5 separate regions of the Mus musculus genome follow, and regions 2, 3, 4 and 5 are each linked to region 1. Evidence: chromatin contacts called from public HiCAR-type, HiChIP or PLAC-seq and promoter capture Hi-C data. All regions are on one chromosome and are shown on one strand. Each heading gives the region's core, a stretch centred on a gene start, on an enhancer-like site or on the middle of the called end of the contact. The rest is flanking DNA. Distances are from core to core; before and after follow the strand shown.

Region 1 (2,590 bases), core at 41-2,540:
AGTCAAATCAAAAACCTGTGGAATCATTCCATTGAGTACAGCATGTATTACAGATCCACACTGCAGAAGTGGGATTCCTGTGGGTTGGGGAGCAGGGGGAGGGGGTAGGATAGGAAAGCTGATAACATTCGAAATGTAAAGAAAATATCTAATAAAAAATTAAAAATTAAAAAAAAAAAGAAGCTGTACCATAGGAACTGACTGATCTGAACTACTGCCGTAGCAAGTTTTGAACGTTGCAAGTCCAGAAGCAAATCACATTGAGCCATCGTGTTCTCCTGTGCGTGGGACCTAGCTTCTTTATGTCCAGGAGGTAAAGCCTTTGGAATGTCCACTGGGACTCCTAGCTTCCATCAGCCAAAGGGGGTAAGAAATTCATCAACTGCCATCTGAGGGGTGTTAACACAAAACCCACTTACCTGACGTACCCACCGACGTATCTGAAAAGTGGGTTGATTTGTTGTCGTTTCTATTAAAATTGGAACATGAAACAGGATTTGAGGTAGCCTGAATTTGAGGTAGTTCCTGCGGCCACTGGAGGTCCTATTAGGCACGAACGGTATTTTATTCCCTTTGAGGTGAGTTGTGGCTTTAGATTGACAAAATTTATTAACAATTTAAAACGTCAAGGTGAACACTTACACTGGAAAACTGCTTACTAAGTATTACTTTTTCCAGGTCCAAAACCAAAAATTTACACACATCATATCGTTTCATTCAGATCCCAAATGCAGACAACCTTTTCTTCTTACCTCCCATCAGCTTGTCTAACTCATATACTGACTCTTTAGGCTGTGAAACACGATCATTTATTGCACTAATTCCCAAACTACTTAGCTTAACAAAATCTCTTCCCTTACTCTTCCACGCCACGATTCCATCCATGCTGTTTGTAGTTTACTTTTTGATTATCGCCTACCTAGAGTCCAATAGGTTTGCTCCCCAACAGGTTTAACTGCCACTGAAACACAAGGCCAAAGCTAAGCAGGGAGGCCGGACTCCAGAAGGTTCTGCGCCCATCTGCCAGGCGCCCTCAATGCCCGCAGTCCTGGAGTACTGGGTCTGGGTTCCACGCTGCTGAGCGACCCCCATTCCTGTTGAAGCCTTGCAGCGATCACGCCCAAACCGAGGCTAACCCGGGCCTCTGGAAACAACACACTGCCCACCTCCGCCTTAAACCCCGGGTTAGAGAACCCGCTAGGTTGCAGCGCCCTGACCTCCTGAACAGCAAAGAAGGCGGAGCCTGGCCGTGCGCACGCGTGCTGGGCACTGGTCGCTGCTGGGCCTGTGTGAGCATGCGCGGCAGCAAGAAGGCGCGGGTTGCTAGTTTGCAGCTCGGCTTGGCGATTATTGTGCTTTAAAAACCTGCCGGGCCATGCAGCGTCTTTCCCGGTGGGATCCCGTGCGTCTAGGCCGGCTTTTCAATAAGTGCCCTAGCTGCGTTGTGTTGTCAGCCAACGTTGCGCGGGGAAGAAGGTGCCTGTGAGGGGCGTACCCTCTGCCATGAAGAAGATTTTTGGCTTCAGGAGTAAGGGCCCATCGCCCTTAGGCCCCTCTGCCCGCCCGCGCAGCAACTGCGTGGGCTTTGGACGCGAGAGTGCTAGTGGCTCCCACGTGCCCAGGTACCATATTCACGACAAGGATATGGGCAAGATCCACAAGGCTGCAAGCGTGGGAGATGTAGCCAAAGTGCAGCATATCCTTATCCTTGGAAAAAGTGGCGTGAACGATAGAGACAAGAAGGACAGGTAATAAATGGCCCGCCAGTTAGCGGGGCGGGACGAAGCTGGTGGGGGAGCGTGCACCTACCTTGTCTGGCTTTGGGGCTGGAAGACAGAGAGTCTATCTTTCATTAAGGAAGCTTGACTCTTCCCACCTGGCTTTGAATGCCTAAGTCTTAGTGGGGTCTAAGCCCTGACCTGTATGAACAGCAAGGACAGCAACAAAAAACACTTCAGCTGGTTTCTGATCCACTGACAGTTCCCTTCACTGGCAATGTAAAGCGAGTTAACTAACATTTTAACTTTCTGCATACATATAAGAAAGTTTTATGTTGTAGAAATACATAATAGGAGAAATGTTTCTGTTCAAGGTTAAAAATTCTTCCACTAACATACAGGATCCATCTTATCACTGCCGTACACCTGTGTGAATGGTTTTGGTTGGTTGGTTTGTTTTTACTGCATTTTGAAGTGGGAAAATAGTTCCATATTCTCGAGTCAAAGATTGGTAATTCCCAGAACTCGAACTCTGAATATCCTGATCAATTTAACGTAAGCCAAACCCGACCGTCAGCGTTTTAACAATTTTGAGTTTCTTATGTTGCTTTTGATTTTGTGATGAGACGAGAAAAAAAAAACTTTCTAAAGGATAAAACTACTAGTTTTCACAAGTCAGTCGTTTACTAGCAGCCAAAGAGACACAGCAGTGAGCAGGGTGGAATAGAAAACCCAGAACATATCCAATCAAGTATATGTAAGAATTTAGATATTGCTGGGCAGTGGTGGCTCATGCCTTTAATCCCAGCACTTGGGAGGCAGAGGCAGGTGGATTTCTGAGTTCGGGGCCAGCCTGGTCTACAGAGTGAGCT
Region 2 (2,590 bases), core at 65-2,564, 800 kb before region 1:
ATATGATAGAATTTCTCTCCCTCGGATTTTCAGTAATGATTTCTTATTGGTTTACCCTTTGATAATCCTAACGTGTGCTGTGACTTTGTTAAAACCAACTCATCTTTTCTCTCCTAGAGTTTTGTTTTGAGATAGGGTCTTACAGTATCCCAGGCTAGTCTGGACTTCATGACCCTTCCTCTGCCCCTTCCAGGCAGCTATGTAACTCTTGCCTGCCTCCTCCCTAGGTCTTGACACAGTGGCCTCAAAGGCAAGGCAAGAATTGCTATAGAAGATACACAGTATCCCAACAAGCAGCAAGAGCAAGGTGTTTAGAAAGTTTGAGCAGGTTTCTTTTCAGTCATTACTTAGATTAGTTATAGTTACATTTTATTTGATCTGAATAGAATATGAAACTGATATTTTTCCATTATGATTTTTGTAGAACTAAATAAAGAATACAGTGGGACAAAGGTTAATCTTTCAGTAAAAAGAACAGTGCAGCTTAGGTAGCCACGATAAAGAAGAATGAAGTGGGTGAGACATGGCTGTGCATGTCTAATTCTGACCCTGGGAGGAGGGACAGGATTGTATCAGGTCAGCCTGTGATATGGAGTGAGACTGTGCTGAACAGATAAAGTTCTGTATCAGCCCCAAGGAAAACACAGACGGAAGTCCTTGGGACCTGGGTTAGGTAAAGGTTTCTTAGAATTGATACCTAAAGTACATGTAGCCAAAGAAAGAAGAAATTGGATTTTGTCAAAGTTAAAAAAATATGTTTGTTAAAGAATATTGTCAAGAAAGTTAAAAGGAACCCCCAGAGTGAGAGAATATTTGCAAGTCATGTTCTATCTAGTCTACCACAGGACTCTTGTAAGCAAACAGTATAAACAGCCCACCCTTTTGTGAGGGGCAGTAAAGCTTCTTGTAGACATTTCTAGAGAAGGTATATAGGCGACAAACATGTACTTGGAAAGGTAATTTTTATCAGTCATTTAGGGAACTACAAGACAGATACAAAGAAGTACAGTGAGAGACCATTTTACTCGCTCCAGGATTGCTATGATCAAGAAAATGGGGCTGGGCATGGTGGCACACGCCTTTAATCCCAGCACTCGGGAGGCAGAGGCAGGCGGATTTCTGAGTTTGAGGTCAGCCTGGTCTACAAAGTGAGTTCCAGGACAGCCAGGGCTATACAGAGAAACTCTGTCTCAAAAAACAAAACAAAACAAAAAAACAAACAGAAAAGGGGAAGTGACAAACCATCTGTGACTACAGGAAGGAGATCCATGTAGGCAAAATGCCCATACACATAACAATAGAGAAATCTTTCTTAAAAATCTCAAAAGGAGGGCCGCTCAGTGGTGAGTGCTCGCCTAGCATGTTATGAGGTCTTGAGTTCAGTCTCTAGCACAGAACAAACCCCACAAACCCCAACACCCGAACAACAAAAGCTTGGTGTAAAAGCTATAGTGGTGGCCACACGCTTTTAATCCCAGCACTCAAGAGACAGAGGCCCAGCCTGGTCTATGCAGCGTGAACTCCAGGCTAGCCAGGACTACATAGTACTGAGACCCATTCTCAAACAAAGCAAATGGCTAGGTATGGAGTTTGTGACAGTGATGTACTGGGACAGCTAGTAAGGACCAGAGGAACAGCACAGGATTCTTGAGCATCCATAAACAGATGTAAAGTAGAGCTTTGAAAGCACCTCTAAGCGTATGTGTGAGAACTTCGTAAGTAGCAGGTCAGCTTAACTCTTAAGAGGTAACTGTCCTCTCTGGCTTCTTGTTGGATTGTGGTCCTTAGATGAATGAGAGATTATCTTCCCCACCCCACCTTGTTTTCTTTCTCAGAGCCTTATAGATCCCAGGCTACCTCAGATTCCTCTGTTGCTGAGGGTGGCTTTGAATTTGTAATTCTCCTGCTTCCTCCCAAGTGCTGGGATTAAGGTGTGTGCCACCATACCTTTGTGCACGCTGGGAAGCACTCACTACATCCTCAGCTAGTTACTATATTATTTATGCTCAAAGTTTATGATGGTATATGACACCAGCAGCATTGGAAGGAAACTAAAATCTTGGATAAACATTTTGTTTAGATTTTTTTTCCTCACAGAATTTATGGTTTTAGTATTATTGCTTCTGGGAAATTTTGAAAATGCGGTGTACAACACTATCCTGTCAGAGAGCATTTTATCCATTGCTTGCATTCTTTTCCTAGGTTGTGTATTCTTCCTGTGCCTGGGGATCTTTTATATGTTTCGCCCAAATATATCTTTTGTGGCCCCTCTGCAAGAGAAAGTGGTCTTTGGCTTGTTCTTCTTGGGAGCCATTCTCTGCCTTTCCTTTTCATGGCTCTTCCACACGGTGTACTGCCACTCAGAAGGGGTCTCCCGACTCTTCTCTAAGTAAGTATTCACGATGCCCTTGTTAGCAGCCGTGCTTTAGGGGCAGTGGGGCAGGAACAGCCTCCAGCAGAGCTGGCAAGATTCTTGACGCTACCACATACAAACTCCGTCCTTTTTGAATGATACCAACAGTTTGTTTCTTAGTTGTTGCTGATGTCATAAGTCATGGGGGATTAATTGGAGCCTATAATGGATAATAAT
Region 3 (2,590 bases), core at 43-2,542, 640 kb before region 1:
AAGTCTACTTTTATGCCTTTTGTTCTGATTTCTACTTTTTAAATTACCACAGCGCATGTGTGGAGTTCAGAAGAGGAGACCTTGTGGAACTTGGTTCTGCCCGTCTACCATGTGGATCCCAAGGATCAAACTCAGGCCATGAAGCTTGGTGGCAGGTGTCCTACCAAGCCATGTTGCTGGGCTCATGCTTTGAGTTATGAAATACTTCACTATGTAGTCCAGGCTAGTCTGAAACTCACCATCCTCCTGTTTCAGCTTCCCTAATTCTGGGATTACAGGCCTACCCACCAACAAAGACATGAATTTGGTTTACACGTTGCCACTCTAAGTCTAGGAGGCCCTCTAACTGGATACCATTTGTATGCAGGCCACTGATTTCTTAGGCTCCCTCTACATCCTGCTCTGTTGACTTCACCTGCTGCCGTCAGTGGTGGGCTTTGCCACCGTGGTATCCCCACGAGGAAGAGGAGACTCACCTTGGTGTACTCATCCTTGGCCTTGGTGAGCATCTGCAGGATATCTACTTCTTGGCCCTCTCCTGAGCTCAAGGTCACGGGGGAGGATCCGGCTCCATGACAGGCTTTCAACTGTTCGCTCTGAGTGAGGCTAGAAAAACGGGAAGCTGCGATTCAGGAAACTAAAGTCAAAAGCGATGCTATTTATCACTCCAACTCTCTCCCAAGGGTTTTCATCCCACTACAACCATCTTAGGACTGCTTAAGCATTTGAAACAGAAAATGAGAGAAGAGGTCCTGAGCCAACAGGCCACATATGCAAATCCAGGGTAGGACATCAGAAGCTCTGTCCTTTGGACTCTAGCCTGCTCCACCTGTTCTAATAAAGAGAATAACAAACACAGGCCTGCTCGTTGCTGGACAGAGCAGTCCTGGCTGCTTTTACACTACAGCCGCAGGGCGGCTGCTGACTGTGGAGGAAGCCTTACAGAACATTCAACAGGGAAGATCTCTATGGTACAGACTCCTTCCCTTCCAGAATGCTGTGAGGTCAAGCAAGGTGGGCTGTACCACCTCAGACCTTGGCGATTCAGAATCGAAAAGGTCCCATTCGAACACTGACCTCATGGTCCTAAATGCTACAGGGAAACATTTTTTTAAGTCCTTTTCTTTGTGTGCTTTGATTTTTCAGCTCAAATTCTTATGTTAACTATGCAGATACTGGTAAAGTATGACCTGCAAAGTTACCAACAGATTTCCTTCTAACTAGAGAATGCATCTGAATCCACACAGATCAACTGCTCCTTGCTATCTACAATCGGCTTCCTGCCTGAGGGGTGAGGCACGCACCAGGTTTACCATGACCTCTTGGCTGAGTTACAGGGTATTTTTTAATCCATATGAAATCCGGCTATTATTGTCCCTTGCACAATTTACAACACCATGAAATGTTTAAGGAACTAGTTGTTATGGTGGTAAATACCAGTTTGAACACACTTAATCACCATCTGGGACTTGAGCTGGTTGCCTAAAATTAGCTCTCACAAGCAGGAGTTTCAGGAGTCAATTTTATTTATAAAAATGTGTTCCCTGGTTTTTATTTCCTTGTGGGGGTCACTTCTTCATTCCATTGCCCTGGGATGTAGAAGCGAATACTGGTTCTTTGCAGGACGAGCATCACGTCCACATGGGGACTAGCTATCCTAAACAGAGACCCAGCCCCATTAGGAATTTGATTAATTCTGATGACCTTGGCTATTTGCATAAACAGCAGCCGACAGTGAGCAGCCAAGTCGGAACTGGTCAGAGCCCACCAATCAATCGCACCTGAGCCTCCTTGTGATCCAATTAAGGAAGCCAAAGTCAGAGAGTACCTCAGGAACAGCTTGAGAGAAAGAGACTAATAAGTCTAAGAGTAGTGGGGGGGGGGGAGATGGGGAGAGAGAGGTGATTGATTCTGTACCGACTGCTAAACTAACATGAACTGATTCGGACTTCCCCAGAGAGGGGGACTGAGGAGGATTCTAGGCCCTTGGTGTTTGAGGTGTATCTGGGAACTCTGAGTTACAAGCACAGTTTAGAAGGAAGTGGAGGGTATCAAAGGCTCTGGGCAGCCTTTCAGGGTGACCCTGCATGTTCATTTTACTGATGGACACATAACTTTCCATAGAAAATACTACTTATTTACAAATGAAGAAAATGCCAAAGAAAACCACCCCGCGGAACAGCTCACAGCACATGGAGAGAACAATAAGCCACAGAAGCTGAGTTTGCAGAGAGCAGGGCAAAACTGTTTCTCACTCTCTTCATATGCTAAGCAGTGACAGGGTCTGGGGGTGGGGTGGGGTGGGGTGGGGTGGGGGTGGGGTCGTGTGAGGATGACAGCTGAGAACCACTTCCTGCTAGTGTTGATTCACACATTTAGAAATACGAGCCACAGTGCCAGCTCCTAGGACACGATTGGCCTTTTAATACTTACTTTTTCATTAGTTTTGCAATTCTCTGGCACTCTTCCTTATCATAAAACCAAATTCCATAAATGGACACTGGGGAAAAACACATCAACAAGCCGTAAGCATCCTCAAAGCACACAATGGAAGGGAACCCCCTTTCCGTCTTACAGGAAAATCCGCAAT
Region 4 (2,590 bases), core at 68-2,567, 610 kb before region 1:
AGAAGTGAAGCACGTTTATGTACAGTATCTTCACATAAATAGAGAAACATTTCAGTGGGGAAACTCCCTTTACTTATATAGGCCCATAGTGTAATTTCCTCTGGTGTCCAAGAAAGACAGCCTCAATTAATCAAACTAGGGATATTCAGAACAATGGATCTCTGCAGATTTCCCCTTCAGGTTTGGCTCTTAGGAGAACAGACATGAATTCTTTGCCTCACTTCAGTTAAGAACTCGGACAAAACTATCGGAAAAGATTCCCGGCCCTGTTTCAGGGGTGTTGGGGATGAAGCAGGTGCCTGCCCCAAGCTCCACGTCCAAGAACTTTCTTCATTCTTTTGTGTGCATGGTTTTTGGGTCGTTCTTATTACAGCCTACTTAATCATAAATCTGCTCAAAAATGAAAGTTTTCTTTGCATAAATCTTGATGTTTGTTTCAGTCTTGGCGAACACACCGGGGGAAAAAAATTGAAAATTTGCAAGGTGTTTTCCATACACCCAATGAACCTTATTAAAAGCATTGGTTATATACTGATGAATATTTGGACAAAAGTCACAAAAGAGGAGGAAATGACACTTTTATATATTCAAAGGGATGGTTTATAAATGATAAGAACCAATGCCTAGGCCAGAACTAATTGGTCTCCCGTTGCAATTCCAGTCTAGTTGTGTGGAAAACTAAACTTCATCCAGTTACTGTAGGCTGGGACTCGGTCTTGTTGGAAATGGACTGAAATGGTTAGGTTACCAACCCTGGCCTCCTACATCCAAGTCTGGGGTGTCCCACCCATGTCCATTTCCTCTTTATTCTCCCACGCTTGCTCTTAGGTGGGTGCCTGCCCTGCATTTCGCACTCCGGCTGCTCCTCCTCCGCGAGGCTGGACTTATCTAAGTTTGGGGCTTCCGGGCTGCCCTCCGCTGCCGGAGAGCTTCTGTCTTCTGATCTCAAAGCCCGTGGCCCGCACTCAGCGGAGCCGGCCACACCTTCTGTGTCCCTCGTCCCCCACCTGCTGGTGGACCCGCGGGTCGCCCTCCACCAGGACCGGCCCCCGCCCGCCTAGCCGTGCCCAGCATCTCCCGCCCTGTCCGCGCCCCGCCTTCCGCACGGCCGCGGCGTCCGCACGCACCCACTCGTTGGCCCGATGGCCGAAAGTGTACAGAGCCACCTGGCTGGCCACGTCCACGATGCGACTGATGTAGGGGTCGTGGCGCCGCAGGGCTGCCAGGCTGATATCGTGTCCCTTCCCAGGCAGGCCACCTGCCGCCGCGGCCGCCATCTTCCCACCCACCCTCCTGCCCAGCCTTCAGGAAGCCCCCTCAATCGACCGCCGAGCGAGCGAGCGAGCGCGGCGGGGCGACCTTCCGGCATTTGGGGACCCGGGCTAGGCTTCGCTAATCGATGGCCGGGTCCTCTCGCGGAGGATCGTCGCCTTGGCAACAGGAAGCTCAGCCCTGCTCAAGGAAGCCCGTTTTATCTATTTCTTTCTTCAGGAGCCTCTGAGCTGTGCCCATTTCCTTCTTGAATACGGCCCACGCCTTTGCAGAGCTCTTCTTTGGCTCTTCGATGACCAATCAAACATAGTCACTCCAAAAAGAACTCTGAGAATTCTTAAATGGGGCTCCCCAATATCCGTGAGGGATTTCCTGAGTGCCTCAGAGGCCTGCAAGGTTATGATTGTCCATGACAATTCTGAGACTTGCATGATGTGTGCAAAAGGACGACTGCACCGGTAAAGAACCAAGGGAGGCCCCAAACTGCACCACTAGCCGGTGTATTCTTGCCGCTGTGCATTATTCTCTGGAAAACTTGTCTGAGCAGCTGAAGCCAGGCGTCCCTTGGTCAAAGTACTAAATTAAAAAAAAAAAAAACAATCTTTGGGTATATTTTTTAAATTAATGTGGGGGAAAAATTAGAAAGAATGGATAACGCAGAGCTGTTGCACGCCATATTTGCCTCTAGGCAAATATGTTCTGCACTTGAGATGGGCTGAATTTGTGGTTTTATTGTAGGTTTTGCTGGGGTTGGAGGGCTTGTTTCTCGAGACAGAGTCTATGGCAGGTTTCAGTCTTTGCTCCTCCTGCCTTGGGGTCTTAAGTGCTAGGACTACTGGGGTGTGCCACCACCCAGCCCAGGGGTTTAATTTTACTTCCACAGAGCATCAGTTTAACATGAAAGAAAGATGAACAAACTTATGGCTATTCAGATAGATTCTGGACAGGCTTTTTCAAAACTAAGATTTTCCTGTTTCTTTCAAGAAATCAAGGGGTAGGTATTGTTGCTAATGATAATTTTTTAGGTTAATTTTTAAAAAAATGGGCCATGAGCTTGACTGTCTCAATACTTAAGTCTCTTCAGATGAGACCTGTGGTGCTATCAATGAGTACACTTCTAAAAGATTATACTCTAATGGGAACTGTCAACATTTGAAAGATATAGCTCCCTTAGCCCGGTCATTCAATGATTTTCAGATAATAAAATGGTGTCACAAACTCACATACAGGTAGGAGATCCATTCAAGGCGAATGTGGATCAGTGGATTTCAGTGTCCCACAAAGTATGAAAGGGTGATAGGACTTCAAGAAACTGCAC
Region 5 (2,590 bases), core at 37-2,536, 550 kb before region 1:
AAATAGAGAACCAGCTACTGCAGAGCGCCAGAGGTAGAACTTTGGCTCAGCCATGGAAGGTGGCAGCAGAGAAAGCCAGGGAAGGTTACACTGCCTTGTTCTGTCTGAGGTGAATTCCGAGATATACTGATGTGAAGCGGTGGAGGAGATCAAGTCAAGGTGTCTCCAGGGTTCTTCAGCTGAGTTGGGGGAAGGCTGTGTGAGAAGCAGGCCTGGACATATAAGGTTTGATTCTCAAGTGGAGAGGGCAGGTTGGCTGGCCTATGGGTGAGAAGGAAGGTCTAAACTGGAGATTTGCAGCTGACACTTAGCCGTGCTTAAAGCCACGTAGATGATAGGGTCTTTTAGGGAACCTGGAGACAGGGCGTGAAGTCTTCTAAGGGTTGATATTTAGATCTGGTTTCCCAGTGGTAGGCCCTTCTAGAATGGGCTCACCAGCCCCATCTAGAGGGTCGTGCGTGCAGGAGGTGCCATACATATTACTGTGACAGCGAGAGTCAGGGAGAAGTGTTTCATAGCTCCCCGCCAGGGTGGCAGAATTAAGAGAAGTAGGTAAGGAGACACTGGCAGAACACGTGCTCGCCTGACCCCAAGGAGAGAGCAAACCTGGCTGTGTTAATGTTCTCAGACATCTGGGCACCACTGCTGCCTTGCCCACAAGGCTCCGCCTCTTGGGCTCTCTCTCTCCCCGCCCATCTGCCCATCCTTGCCTGTGTGTGTCACTTCTACAACCGCTCTGATTGTAATCGATCAACAGAATCACGGCTCATTTTGCTGTTTCGTCCGGTCGATGTGAAAGGGGCCGGGAGTTGGGCACATTGTAGTTCGTGTTGCCGGGATTCCCCTCCCAGGCCTTGCTAGCGTGGCGCCCCCCCCCACCCCCCCAGGGACGCGCGGTGGCCGCGGGGCCTCGGGAGGGTGGAGGTCTTGCAGCCGGGCTCTCGGAGGTGTGTCCGCTCCTGGGCTCGTTCCCCGCCGTCGCGAAGCCAGGGGGTTCTCGCGTGGCGGCGCCGCTCCACTCGGGCTCCGGTCCCCGCCGCGCGCCGCCGCCACATCTGGAAGCGTTCAGCTCGTCTGCTCCGGCGCGCCGGGCGGGCGGGCGGGCGGGCGGGCGCGGGCAGGGGCGGGCGCGGGCGCGGCGGGGCTGGAGGGAGGAGGGAGGCCGCGCCGCGCTCTCGCGCCCGGTGTCTCCCTCTCGCTGCCTCTGCAGAAACAGCTCCCTGCCAGAACGGCGCTCGGCGCGGCGCGGCCCGGAGCGGCGGCGGCAGTGGCGGCGGCGGCGGCGACGCTTCCCGCGGGCTCGCCCTCAGGTGTTCGCGGCTGCCGTCGCCGAAGATCGCGGGTCGGGGCCTCGCGGCGATCGCCCTGGGCGGGCCGGAGACGCCTCGGGCCCCCTGGCGGCTCGGGGTCCACCCGGCGCCGCGGGCCCGCCGCTTTCCCTCGCCTCGCCTTTGCGCCTCTTCTCGCTCTGCCTCTCCATTTATTATTCTTATCATTTTTATTTTCAAATGGTGTAGCCGCCAGAGGTGCGGTGCTAAATTCTTGGAAGGGGCCCGGATGTACTGAGGATGCATTACAATCTCACGAAAGGAGGCGGTAGTGGAAAGCAGCAGTTTTTGGTGTTTGGTGCAATAATGGGGATCAGGTAATCACCCGAAGGGAGCAAGAACCACTGCGGATCCACGGGTTCCTGGATTTGCGCGAGAGCCGCCGGCCTCGGAGGAGGGATCCATCCCGAGCCGCTCGCGGCTGTTGCTGCATTTCTTCCTCTTTGTGGCTTCTCCTTTCCAAGCAGTTTTTGGCCAATGGTCAATGAAAACACGAGGATGTACGTTCCAGAGGAAAACCACCAAGGTAAGCGGGACCCCAGCGCCTCGCCGGGCTCGCCCGCGCTGCCCACGGCGGGTCCCGGTGGAGCGGCCCTCGCCGCGTGCCTCGCGAGGGGCGCCAACCCCGCGCGCGGGAGCCCGCGGGAGCCGGCCGAGCCGCCGTGCGAGCCGGAGCGGAAAATTCCCGCCCCTCCCCCTCCGCGGCCGGGCTTCTTCGGAGCATGTGGTTCCCATGAAATCCCGAGCGAGGGGGAAAGTTCCCCAAGTGTCGGCGCTGCCTGCATTTCTCGCCTTTGCCTCGAAAGCCGGCCGGCCAGTCTGGCCACGGCGAGCCGAGGAGCCGCTGCTTCGGGGTCCCTTGCTTTGCTGGGGCGCGGCAGGGAACGCGCGCTCTCGCGCGCACCCCTACGGAGACCAGCCCCGCGCCGGTGGCCCCCCAGGCTGCCCCACGTCCACTCTTCCCGACGCCACTTCCTCGGGCAGTGCGCTCCGGGTCGCGGGTGGGGGTGGGGGCGGGGGCTGCAGCTGTGCGTCTCAGCGCGCCTCCTCTCTCCAGGCTCTCAGGCTCTTCGGCTTCTCAACACCGCCCACCTCTCCACTGCCATTGACCCCGAGCGAGCCCACGCCGGGTGCCGGGTGTGTTACTGTTAGCACCCCAGTGTGGACTCGCACCTGAGGATGGAAAGCGGTTAGAAGCCTCAGTGATGTGTGGGCTTTGCTTTTCCATGTTTTCAGGGAATCATGAAAGGGTGTGACTAGCT

The links. Promoter capture Hi-C pulls out the DNA fragments that hold promoters and counts their contacts. HiCAR-type assays count read pairs that join an accessible place to other places. HiChIP or PLAC-seq counts read pairs in DNA pulled down with a chosen protein or histone mark.
Region 2: a promoter capture Hi-C map of hippocampal neurons shows a contact between it and region 1, with 4 times the contacts expected there. The contact joins the enhancer-like site here to the promoter of Ankrd26 in region 1. A contact is called at or near these places in 10 of 39 promoter capture datasets (the 3T3-L1 cell line, 3T3-L1-derived adipocytes, the HPC-7 cell line and 7 more), 1 of 484 Hi-C or Micro-C datasets (the G1E-ER4 cell line) and 2 of 115 datasets of contacts at active chromatin or transcription factors (embryonic basal ganglia and embryonic forebrain).
Region 3: a contact with region 1 is called in a promoter capture Hi-C map of embryonic stem cells, with 4 times the contacts expected there. The contact joins the enhancer-like site here to the promoter of Ankrd26 in region 1. A contact is called at or near these places in 8 of 39 promoter capture datasets (the 3T3-L1 cell line, the HPC-7 cell line, cranial neural crest and 4 more).
Region 4: a contact with region 1 is called in a HiCAR-type map of astrocytes, with 4 times the contacts expected there. The contact joins the promoter of Dcp1b here to the promoter of Ankrd26 in region 1. A contact is called at or near these places in 6 of 39 promoter capture datasets (3T3-L1-derived adipocytes, the C10 cell line, cranial neural crest and 3 more), 2 of 484 Hi-C or Micro-C datasets (forebrain and nephron progenitors) and 13 of 115 datasets of contacts at active chromatin or transcription factors (the 230-238 cell line, the SCID.adh cell line, astrocytes and 8 more).
Region 5: a contact with region 1 is called in an H3K4me3 HiChIP or PLAC-seq map of stem cell-derived neural progenitor cells, with 5 times the contacts expected there. The contact joins the promoter of Cacna1c here to the promoter of Ankrd26 in region 1. A contact is called at or near these places in 7 of 39 promoter capture datasets (the 3T3-L1 cell line, cranial neural crest, embryonic stem cells and 3 more), 2 of 15 datasets of contacts at CTCF or cohesin (the NIH/3T3 cell line and stem cell-derived epiblast-like cells), 2 of 484 Hi-C or Micro-C datasets (embryonic stem cells and uterus), 11 of 115 datasets of contacts at active chromatin or transcription factors (the SCID.adh cell line, astrocytes, craniofacial prominence and 5 more) and 1 of 9 other capture datasets (embryonic stem cells).

What each region holds. Positions count from the first base shown.
Region 1 is chr6:118,560,971-118,563,560 of GRCm38.p6, reverse strand. It overlaps Ankrd26 (ankyrin repeat domain 26), which reads left to right and starts at 1,290. Exons shown (of 34, transcript NM_001081112.2): 1 at 1,290-1,748. The coding sequence starts at 1,504.
Region 2 is chr6:119,359,150-119,361,739 of GRCm38.p6, reverse strand. It overlaps Adipor2 (adiponectin receptor 2), which reads left to right. Exons shown (of 8, transcript NM_001355692.1): 5 at 2,203-2,389. Among named protein-coding and RNA genes, the nearest start is that of Adipor2, 28 kb to the left of the region's middle. Within about 2 kb of position 1,314, at least 33 of the 459 cell types and tissues checked have an H3K27ac peak or open chromatin away from gene starts, as enhancers often do. A contact at or near this core is called in the G1E-ER4 cell line and the HPC-7 cell line, where this site is marked.
Region 3 is chr6:119,198,838-119,201,427 of GRCm38.p6, reverse strand. Dcp1b (decapping mRNA 1B) reads right to left here. Exons shown (of 9, transcript NM_001033379.3): 4 at 2,434-2,500; 5 at 477-606. Among named protein-coding and RNA genes, the nearest start is that of Dcp1b, 25 kb to the right of the region's middle. Within about 2 kb of position 1,292, at least 15 of the 459 cell types and tissues checked have an H3K27ac peak or open chromatin away from gene starts, as enhancers often do. A contact at or near this core is called in embryonic stem cells, where this site is marked.
Region 4 is chr6:119,173,980-119,176,569 of GRCm38.p6, reverse strand. It overlaps Dcp1b (decapping mRNA 1B), which reads right to left and starts at 1,317. Exons shown (of 9, transcript NM_001033379.3): 1 at 1,128-1,317. The coding sequence starts at 1,277. It also overlaps a transcript of Cacna1c not described here.
Region 5 is chr6:119,107,191-119,109,780 of GRCm38.p6, reverse strand. Cacna1c (calcium channel, voltage-dependent, L type, alpha 1C subunit) reads left to right here and starts at 1,286. Exons shown (of 47, transcript NM_001159534.2): 1 at 1,286-1,854. The coding sequence starts at 1,806.